2 separate regions of the Pan troglodytes genome follow, and region 2 is linked to region 1. A link is a contact called in public Hi-C data. All regions are on one chromosome and are shown on one strand. Each heading gives the region's core, a stretch centred on a gene start, on an enhancer-like site or on the middle of the called end of the contact. The rest is flanking DNA. Distances are from core to core; before and after follow the strand shown. Region 1 holds the start of PAX6 (paired box 6). Region 2 holds the start of WT1 (WT1 transcription factor).

Region 1 (5,078 bases), core at 1,858-4,357:
CCTCTTCCATTCGCTCTGGGAGGCCAGCCTGTCTCTCTCTCTCTCTCTCTCTCTCTCTCTCTCTCTCTCTCTGTCTTCTCCCTGCCCACCCCCAAAATACTTTTAAAATAACATTGTCCAGTGGAGTCTCCCAGCAAAGGGATTCCTAGCAGCCCAGCGAGTCAGACTCCCAAGGCTTTGCCTCCCAGTCCCTCCATGCTGTTGTCCAGATAGGAGTTAGGTTTAAAACTCCTGACATGTAGGACAACTGAAATCAGCGGCACTCTCCGATTTTTGCAAATAGGGTTCCTAGAAAAGTTTGCTTTCCATTTCATCACCCTGTGACGATCCCCCCATCTCTCTTTTCCCTGTAACCTCTGCCCCCAAGAGGCAAGAGTTCAGCTTCAGAGGAAAAGCAAGCAAGTCAAGGCCACCTCAGTCCCTTCTCCCTGGATATCCCCTCTCTAAACCGCTGCCTATTCTAAAGGCCAACGACCCGGTCCTGCGATTTGTCCCGTTGTAGACCTGGGAACAGGCAGGCGGGAACTGGGGGCTTTACTGGGGGATTTGAGGCTGGGGAGGGGGAGGGAGCAAATGTCATGGCTGGCTCGCTCAAGCATCCAGGGAACCGGAGCTAAGCGCATCCTGACGGGCTTTTAAAATGACATTGATTAGGACAAGCTGTTCCCAACCCCAGTAAGAGTTAATCTGCCTGTTAATCAAGGCACTAAGGGGCTCAATGCGAGTTTTATTAGCGACAGGAGAACAGAGGCGGCAGCCAGGGATCAAAAGCCGGGATCCCATATATTTGTCAGCGCTATCTCCAAAAAAAAAAAAAAAAAAAAAAATTTCAATTTGAAAACAATTCGGCGCTTTTCGTCACTTCCTAACCCAGTCTCACAGACGGTGACTTCCAAACCTGGCTAGCGGGGAAAACCGCTGCCCGGGGGACAGAGGGGCTGACAGGAACTGCGGGTTGGCTCAGCCGAATGCGGCCGGGGAGAATTTAAGAATTCTCAGCCCGCGCGGCCCGATGCCTCTGATTCCTCACGAGAGGAAAGGGAATGAAAAATGAAGCAACAAATGACACCACCCAGGCTGGCAGCCCTCGCTCCCCGCCAGACCCCGCTCCTCAGGCCCGGCTCTGGCGCCGGGTGGCGTCCAGCCCCTGCACGCGCGGCGCGGCCCGCGGGAAAGTTTGTGCAGCGAGAGTGACTGTCCTTCCGCCTCGCGCGCGCTGCCCCCTTCTGCCCCGGAGGGGCGTTGGGTTCCCTTCGGTTTTCCTTTCTAATTCTAAAATAAATAAATAAACTCCGGGCCCTGGGGAAATCTGAATAGTAATTCCAGTCATCCAAATTCTATGAGAGGGTCTGAGGAAAAAAAGACAAGCCTATCACGGGCGCCCTCCGATCACGAAGGGCACGGGCATGAGAAGGCGACAGAGGAGGTCCTCGGCTCGCCCTGGGCGCGGAGCGAGGACTCTGGTCAGAGGTAATTATGTCACCGCGTTTTCTCGCCGTGACAGCCGAATAAACACGATCTCCAATAAACATCTCTAATGAGGGAGGAGGCCCGAGGATGGCTGGGTTTGATTTATGACTGGAGGAGAAGGTCCACTTCCCACTGCGAAGCAGGCAACCTGCTCGCCGCCCAGCTCCAGGGAGAGGAACCCGCGGAGGAGAGGATCCCGGCCCAGGTAAGGCGTGCGGCCGGACTGCCACTGCGCTCGTCCCCCGTTTCCAGGTGAGGTGAGCAGGGGGCGGCCACCGCTCGGAGTCGGGCGGAGGTCCCAACACCTGTCACAGGTGACTGAGCTCCGATGGTGCTCCCAGAAGACCTAGAAAGGGGGCGCAGGAGCGCGAGTGGGAGTGGGGGTTGGGGGCTAGCCGGGGCCTGGCCCAGAGGCCGCCCCAAACTCCCGGGCGGGGTTCTTGGGTGCCCCGCCTAAGCCGGCCTGGGCGTCTCCAGCTGCTTTTAGGGCCGGGCTCCCAGGACTTTCGCCCGGCTGAACCACAAGTTAGTCTAAGTTTGGGTCGTCCCTTCCCTGACTCACTAAGGGGACACTTCCGGGCCCCGGCTCCCGCCCTCCAGGGGCCGCAGGGTGGTGGGCGCTGCTCTTTCCCGGGCTTGGCGGCCCGGCTCCCATGGCGCCCGCGCGCTTCCCGCCGAGGCAGCCAGCGCAGCGCCCGCAGTAACCGGAGCCCGCGTTCTAGCTCAGTGAGAATCGCTAATTATTAGGTCTTCCGAAGTGAAGCTCAAATCACACGCTGGGGGCTTTACGCGCTGCCCAGCTCTGTGGGCCGCATTCTTTCGTACTCCGCGTCTTTCTGAGAAACGAACCCCATCTCTAGACTTTGCTGCGGTCCAGCCATCTGCACTTTGCAACCGCGGGAAACTTCTGCTGCACCTCGCCCGACCCGCGGCAGGGTGTCTTTAAGCACTCCAGGCGCGGGTACGGACTTTCCCAAGCGTGGATGTCGTGAACTGCGACGCAGAGGAGGTCTGGATGCAAACTGCGTCCCCACCTCCTGCATTTTTCGCGGTCGCGAGTGGCTTTAGCAGACAGCAGCAGCAGACTCCCGCCCCCTACTCCCAGCTCAGGGCCGGACTGGAAGTCCACTCTTAGGAGTGGAACATTTTGCTACTTTTGCAGAAGAGCACACTCGGCAAAGACAAGTCCCTCCTCCACCCCCCTTCCTATCCCTCCCTCAGTAACTCGCTTCCATCTTTGTATGCCTCCTTTTAAAAGCAAAAATCAAGCCCCGGGGCCACTTGGGGCGGGCTTTGATTTGGGGACAGCAGTCGCGGGCAGCGGAGAGGCCCCGCGGGCCCCGAGCCGGGCCGGGGCCGGAGCCCGGGCGGTTACCTGGGAGCGGAGGGCGGGGAGGCAGGTGAGCCTGGCAGCGCCGGTTCCCACACTTCTCACCGCCGCTCGGCAGGGGAAGTGGCAGATCTGACAGCCGCGTTCTACGCGAGGACCTGCCCCAGAGTTTAAATGTCAATGATAAGAAAAGAGGGTGCTCAGGCAGGCGCTAACTTTCCTTAATATCCACGCCAGCGCCGTCCTCATTGGCTGCCCGGCCCGCGTGACGTCATGGCGGCTAGAGTTGGGCACAGCTCTGCGCCGACTAGTTTTCCGGCCGGGCGGGAGCCTGCTTCTCCCCACCCAGGGTCCGGCCGGCTCCAACCCCTGCTCTGGCCTTCCTTGGCCCGGCCTGTGACCGCCCTAGCCCGGCCCGGTCCGGCCTGGCCCGCCCTCCTGTATGGCGTAGAGTCGATCCTCAGGAAACTAGTCTTGCCGAGTGCGCTCCTCCGCACCTTCGGGCACTAGGGCCCCAAGATCTCTGCCCTTAGGCTGGCCAGCTACCTCTCTGGGTAATCACCCTGTCCCCTCCTCCGATCCCCAAGGGAGTCACTTCATCGGAGAGACCCGAAGGCCGCGCCGGAATTGAGAGGCGCTTTTGGCAGGAATCATTTTTAGGAGGAGTTCGAGGCTCGATGAGTACCCTCAACGTGGCCCTCGAGCCCGCAAGTCACTAGCTGGGCACAGACGGGGGCTCCGGGAAGAGGACAAGCGACCCCTTTTTCAGGGCCTAGGCCAAAGATCTCTCCAGGCCTGCTGGGTTCTCAAGAGGGAAGCCCTAAAGGGGGCCTACCCGGGCTTCCCTCGCCCTCTGGCTGAAAGGCTTCAACCACATTAGAAAATGTAGGTGATTGTATTTATCTTTGACTTTGAATTAACTGTTGACTTTGTGACTTAGAGGAGGAAAACAGGAAAATCCCAGATTCTGAAGTCAGTACTCATAGAAATTGGGGCGGGGTCTGCAGGACACTGACTTGCTGGTCTGTGCCTGTTTTTCCCTCACACCTTCTGTGGACTGCGAGATGGCTTAGCGGAGCTAGGCCTGGCTATCTTGGAATGGAGATTTAGACCCTCGTTGTCATTCCCGTCCCCCATCCCTCAAAACAGGAGGCTTCTCAACTCCTTCCCCTGTGCTTCCATCTGGGTCTCCAATTTGAAAGTGACAGAGGTCGGGCCCGGAGGGGCAGGGGTCGCTTGAGGAGTTTGCGGGAGAGGAAGGGGCGGGGCGTGGAATTTCCTTTAGGCAGCTCGTGGAGACCCAGCCTGGGTGGACCCGGGAGTGTGTGTGTAGAAGCAGGGAGGGGGACGCCTGGGCCGGAGGAGGGTCCTAGGGCCAGTCCCTGCGCGCCTTGATCCGGGCGGCGGCTAAGGGAGAGCCGAGCACAGATGGCGCCGAGGCGGAGGTCTAGTGATTCCCGCTCCCGCCCCTGGCACACCTGGACAGGTGCCGGGCCTCGCAACCGGCCAGGAGGCAGCTCCAGGCAGCCCGTCTGCCCACTCCTCTTAGCCCGGACAGCTCCTAGCTGGACTTGATTTTTTGTCTTGCTCAGCCCGTCGAGGACTGGAGGGCAGAGTAGGGGTGGGAGTGGGGGTAGGGGTAGAGGTGGGGGTGGCGGTGAAGGTGGGGAGGAGAATGGGAGCTTTGGCTGAGAAGTTTCCGCAGGATGTTCTTACTTATTTACAAACATTCTCCAAACTTTCTTTCTTCGTCCTAACGCCCTGGGCATCCTGTGTTAAGGCCTAGGAGCGCCCACCTCCCACTGGCCACTCTAGTCTGGGCCTAGACCTTACCATGGTCCTGTCGCCCTGCTCGGCTGGGAAGGGATGCTAAGAGAGGCATTTGTTCTGGTTTCCCTGTCGCCGTCGGCCATCTCCAGTGACCTAGTTTCTTGGTAAGCCCCTAGCTCCCCTCCAGGACCTGGCCCAGCCTCCAGCCTCAGATGTCCTGAGGTCTCCCAGACTCCGCCGTCCGCCTTGGTGTGTGGGCTGCGGATAGGCCTCGGACCTGTGTAGGCCTTCCTAGCTGGCCAGTTTGTGTCCGGGTCTCGTTCCCCACACTGTACCAACCCTAGGCCGCCGAGAGGGCTGTTCTGGGCTTGTTTGGAGTCCAGGCCATTAAGTGTGCGCAGATCCCTGCAACCCAGCAGGGTGCTCGAGAGCGACTCTGGAAACGCCACGGCCCCCGCCTGCTTATCTGCCTGTCAATAAAGGGCGCGTTCGGGCTGCGCGGGAGCGC
Region 2 (5,078 bases), core at 1,934-4,433, 620 kb after region 1:
GCTGCCCAATGAGCCTCAAGGGCTGGGTAAGCTGGACCCATCTGTTTTCATTGCAAGACAAAACTTAAACCTGGAGATGGTGCTTCCAGGCTATATGACTTGAATCTAGGGCCCGCTCTCCATTGGGCTTTTTCTCCAGGGTGGAGAAGAAGGATACATTCACCTGCTAGTCCTGGTCCCCTTTTAACTTTTTCTCCATGGCAGCCACGCCTGTATATTACAGAAGAATCCAGATATTTTCCAGAAGTGTAATGCCTGCTGGCTGCAAAACCCACAGTCCCACCCCCCACGACGTGTGATAAGATCCCAGGCACCAGACCTGCCCTGAAAAGGGCTGGACAAGGGACCCAAACGAAGCGACAGAACCCAGGTTTCAAAAATCCCCTAGAAGTACTAAAAAGATAATGGCATAGTAGTATTTTGTGCCCCAGGGGCATGGATTCGATGGTTTCTCAACCGCCTCCAAATAGCACACATGCAGACAGTGCTCTCGGATTCATTGTTTCTCAGTCACAGATGTTTAGATGGGTTGCCGAGTTCCATATTTAAAGCCCCAAGAGGGTGGTGGGTAGCGCTTCTGCATCTATGGAGTATAACTTCAAGCCGGACCCAATCTCCAGGTTGCCCATCTCAGCTGTCCTCTTATAGACGGGGACACTGAGACCTAGAAACTCCCCAAAAGTAACACCAGCCTGCTAAACAAAGGTGGCGCGATCTGATCAAAGAACACAAGCCTCAGCGACCAGTAAGTTGTCCCAACGCCCCTTGAGTACAAAACACTAATTTCACTAACTAAAAGCATAGAGTGGAGGCAACCCTTGGGTCTGCTTGCGGTTCCTCCACAGGACAGTGATCCCAGATTCTCCGGAAGAAAAGGGCGGTTTCGATTTCTCCAAGGCTTCGCGGGGGCCGGGTGCTCCTGGTTAGGCTAAGGTAGGAGCGGCCTGAAGACGCGCGTTTAGAAGGCGCGGGTGAAGGCGGGCAACAAGGGCAGAGCCCTTCTCCCGAGCCTTGGGCGAAGGTACCTCCTGCAAAAGATACACTCTGCTTCCCACGCATTCCAAAAACATCCCAGTCCCTAGGCCCTCGAGTAATTTTGCTCCAGGAAAAGCATCCGCCATTGTATTAGTAAAGCGTTTACTAAATTACCGAATCAAACCGAACTGGCTTAGGTTCTCAATAGCGTGGAAATCCACTGAAAATAAATGAAGAGGGCAAACTACAGGGGCTCCGCAGGTTCGGGTCCGCGCCGCCCAGGCGAAAGAGAGGTGGGCGGGCATCGGCGCGGGATGAGAAACCAACCTGATACTTATCGTGTGCCGAGTTCCCTCCTTGTATCCTGACTAAGCACAGCGAATAACCCTGTCCTTGTTCTAACCCCAGGTCTTGAAGAAATACTGTCCCAGCTGAGCCCCGCGTTTACAAGATGAAGAGGCGCCCCAGATGCGCTGAAAGAAAGGCCAAAGCTCGTGCCTCCTTCCACTGCCTGCGGTAGAACCTGGTCCCGCATAGCTTGGAATCGGATAAGTCAAGTTCTCTTCCATCCCCAGAACCTGCGTGGCCGCCGCCTGAGCGAAGCCCAGTGAAGATCCACTTCTGTATTACCATACGCGGGAGCTATCCACGGACACGACGCTGTTCCAGAAAGCCATTTAGTTACTGGAGGTGCATGTGCTCATTCTAGTTCTCTACGATACTTAATGTGCACCTAAGTGTGTGCCAACACCGTATTATAAGGGCTGGAGGTGCTCCTGGACATTTTAGCGCGGCGGAGGCAGCACAGCACAGGCGCTCACCCCCGCGCTGGTCCCACTCCGAATCCAGAGTCCAGACGTCTGAAAAGCGCTACGCTTGGTGACAATTTGGCGTTTCCTTAATTAACAAAACTCTCCCCAAGGCAGAGCCAGACACTGCGCCGGTCTCCTGGTTCCACTCCCGTGGGGACTAGCAGTCCCGGAATCTCTCGGACTCTAAGGGGCCCCAGACGCCCTCCCGGCTCTTGCGAACAGTCAGGCTCCTAGCTCTGCCTGGCTTTGGAGGATGTCGGGGGCCAGTGCCTGCGTGCACTCCCACTCTCCGGCCTCCTCCCCAGCCGCCGCTTCCGCTATCCTCACGGCCCTTGGGAAGCAGCTGGGTAAGAGCTGCGGTCAAAAGGGGTAGGAGAGGGGGGTGTCCTAGAGCGGAGAGCCCCTGGCGCCACTGCCCCGCGCGTAGGGGGCGCTCCCCGGCCTACTTACCCTGATTGCGAATAGCGGGCTGGCTCTCGAGGCAGCTGGGCAGGTAGGGTGCGTTAGGAAACATCCTGGCCTGGCCGGATGACGCCTGGCTGGGCGGAGGAGGACCGAAGGGCCCGTAGCGACAGGCTCCGGCTGTGCCAGTGAACTGGCCGGAAAAGTGGACGGTGAAGGCGCTCAGGCACTGCTCCTCGTGCGGCTCCGCGCCGCCCCAGCTCGGCTCCTGTTTGATGAAGGAGTGAGGCGGCGGCGGCGGGGGTGGCGGCGGAGCCGGTGGCGGCGCGGGGCCGCCCAACGACCCGTAAGCCGAAGCGCCCGGGGGCGCAAAGTCCAGCACCGGCGCCCACTGCGCCGCGCCGCTCACAGGCAGGGCACAGCCGCCGCCGCCACCCAGGGAGGGGACGGCGGGCAGCAGCGCGTTCAGGTCCCGCACGTCGGAGCCCATTTGCTGCGGCTCAGACCCGGACGCCCCGCGGCTTCTCCGGCCCTGGAGACGTTCAGCGCTGGCGTCGGCGGCGCCTAACTTGGCCCAGATGCCGCCCGGGTCCCGGACTCCCTGCTGCTCTGGCTGCTGTAGGCACCCAGGCCCGGAGCGGAGCGTGTGCTGAGACGCCGGCTCCGGGACACACGTGGAAGCCGGGTCCTGCAGCAAGAGGAAGTCCAGGATCGCGGCGAGGAGACGGCGGGGCCCGGGCGCCTGGGCTGCCGTCCCGGCTCTGGGTGGGTGGGTGGGTGAATGAGTAGGTGGGAGGGAGGGCGGGAAGTGGGGGAGCGGACAGGCGGTCGGGTTGCGGAGAGCCCCCGGGTGTGGGCGCTGCCTTGAACTCCTTACCCCAGCTGCCTGGCTGCCCTCAGCTTCCCAAAGCTCAAATAAGAGGGGCCGGCGGCGCGGGGAGGAGGAGGAGCCAGGAGGCTCGGCCGCTCCATTCACTCAGCAGCCCATGCCCGGCCAGGCAGCGCGCGCTGCTCCTTGGGGGCGCCCTCGCAGCTGGGGTGGGGGCGGGTCCGAGGGAGCGTCCCTCTCGGAGACACCCTCCTCTTCAACCCAACACGCGCTCTCAGCTGGCCGGTGTGGCACAACCCTCCCCCCACCTCCCCTTCTTGGCCTTCGCCAGTGTGGGAGCCTCGTCTCACTGGAGAGTCCGTTCAGGTAAGCAGTGAGTCCGGGCAGGGTCGAATGCGGTGGGAGTAGAGATGGGGTTGTTAATCTAAAAGAGTGGTTTGGAGGGAGGGGCAGGTAGGCTCCAAGAGGGCGGGAACTTCAGGAAAGCGCAGAAAGAACTCAGTCAAGCTTCAAAGAAGCGTATACCCTTGCTTTGCACCCTTGAGTCTCGCTCTTGCTTCTAGAACTGTCGGGTAGGGGAGTGGCCATGATCTTGGGGTCACTGGGGAAAGAGGTGGCCCTTTGTGGGTTCCAGAGGTCGGGACTGAAGGCGAACGTCCCTCAGTTGGGTGGCCGGGAGTTGCACCAGTTATAAGCCGGGCGTATTTCGATCGGCTAGTAGTTGTTTACTTGGTGAGGTTTGAGCCAGGCGGAAGGCGGTTGCCGCCTACCTAAAATTGGAGTCAGCAGCACTTAGTTTCCCTTTCCAGTGAGGAATATCTAATTCTTCTACGGTTAAGCCGGGAAAACAGCGGCTAGTTTAGGAGGGAAGAAAACCCTTGGGCAAACGCCCAAAGCCTGCGTATATTCCGGCCGGAGCATCCTGGCGCCCAGTTTGGGGAGGAGGGGTGAAGGGGAGGGTTTGGATACGAAGCCCGGCAGGGAGCGGGTAACTCCTGGAGCCACTCCGCCGAGCACTGCCTGTGGCCCTGGTCGAGGATACCATTCTGGTTGCTCAGTGATTGACCAGGAGGCGGAAGCCAGTTAAGGGGACCAAGGAGTGGAGTAGGGAGAACCTCCATCGGCCCACGGGCGCGAGTTAGTGTTCGAATCTTTGGGAGCTCGAAGAGCTTCGCTAAATCTGACTCCCTTCATCTAGTCTCTGTTTGGCAGCCCCCGCGCCCCAGAGCAGGTGTTTGGGGCGGCTAGGGGGTGTTGTTTTGGTTTGGTTTTTGGATCTTCTAAAGGAGTCAGTATCTATTGGGAAACAACCCCTAGGCAAGGAGAAGAACCGGGGGCCGGAGCGGAGCGTGTTTCAGAGGTGCGTATAAAATCCCAGGGGCGCCAGGAGGCAGCAGCGACGGCGCAGCGTGGGACGGCCAGGCGCGACGGGAGGGAAGCAACCGGTTGCAGTCCGGCCTCCTGTACCTGGCTGGCCCGGGCTGGGGCTGCAAGCTTTCCAGCCAAACTTATGTGAAGCAAAGTAGTTGCAGTTTGACAAAGGATGGCGTTTCAATAAATGACATAGTAATTTTTTACGCTTTGGTTTTTAGCTTGCATTGCATAAACGTTGTCGCCATTAAATTCTGGCTGCGGACCCGAAGTGTGTGCGGGCCCAGGACTTACTCGAAGGGCGCACTTCTTGGGAATGCTCATCCCGTAGGCGCAGGAGACCCTGAGGGTAAAGATGCGGCACTTGAGCCCTCCGCTTGCCTCCCAGGCCACCTTTGCTGCTTGACTTTGCTTCGTCTCCACTCAGAAGCTTTTAAAATTATTATTAAGTAAAGAAAGATTCTACAAGACACTGCCCCCACGCTCTCTGCTCAGTCCTCTCCCACACGATCTATCCCTAAACCTTTCGCGGGGCTCGCGCGTTTGGTTTTTTGAGTGGAGAAAGGACTCTCGAGACAAAATTCACTGCCAGTTGCCCTAAGAACCCCCCAGATCCCTGTATCTCCCTTCCTTCTCCCCGCCTATTATTTCTACTTGGAAGTCGTTTTTCTTAACTAGGACTCAACTAT

Evidence for each region. Hi-C and Micro-C count contacts between places; a contact is called where the count stands out from the background.
Region 2: a Hi-C map of induced pluripotent stem cells shows a contact between it and region 1, with 7 times the contacts expected there. The contact joins the promoter of WT1 here to the promoter of PAX6 in region 1. A contact is called at or near these places in 2 of 7 Hi-C or Micro-C datasets (both in induced pluripotent stem cells).

Annotation. Positions count from the first base shown.
Region 1 is chr9:35,814,447-35,819,524 of NHGRI_mPanTro3-v2.0_pri, forward strand. It overlaps PAX6 (paired box 6), which reads right to left and starts at 3,108. Exons shown (of 14, transcript XM_054662190.2): 1 at 2,846-3,108.
Region 2 is chr9:36,430,939-36,436,016 of NHGRI_mPanTro3-v2.0_pri, forward strand. WT1 (WT1 transcription factor) reads right to left here and starts at 3,184. Exons shown (of 9, transcript XM_016920637.4): 1 at 2,238-3,184. The coding sequence starts at 2,679.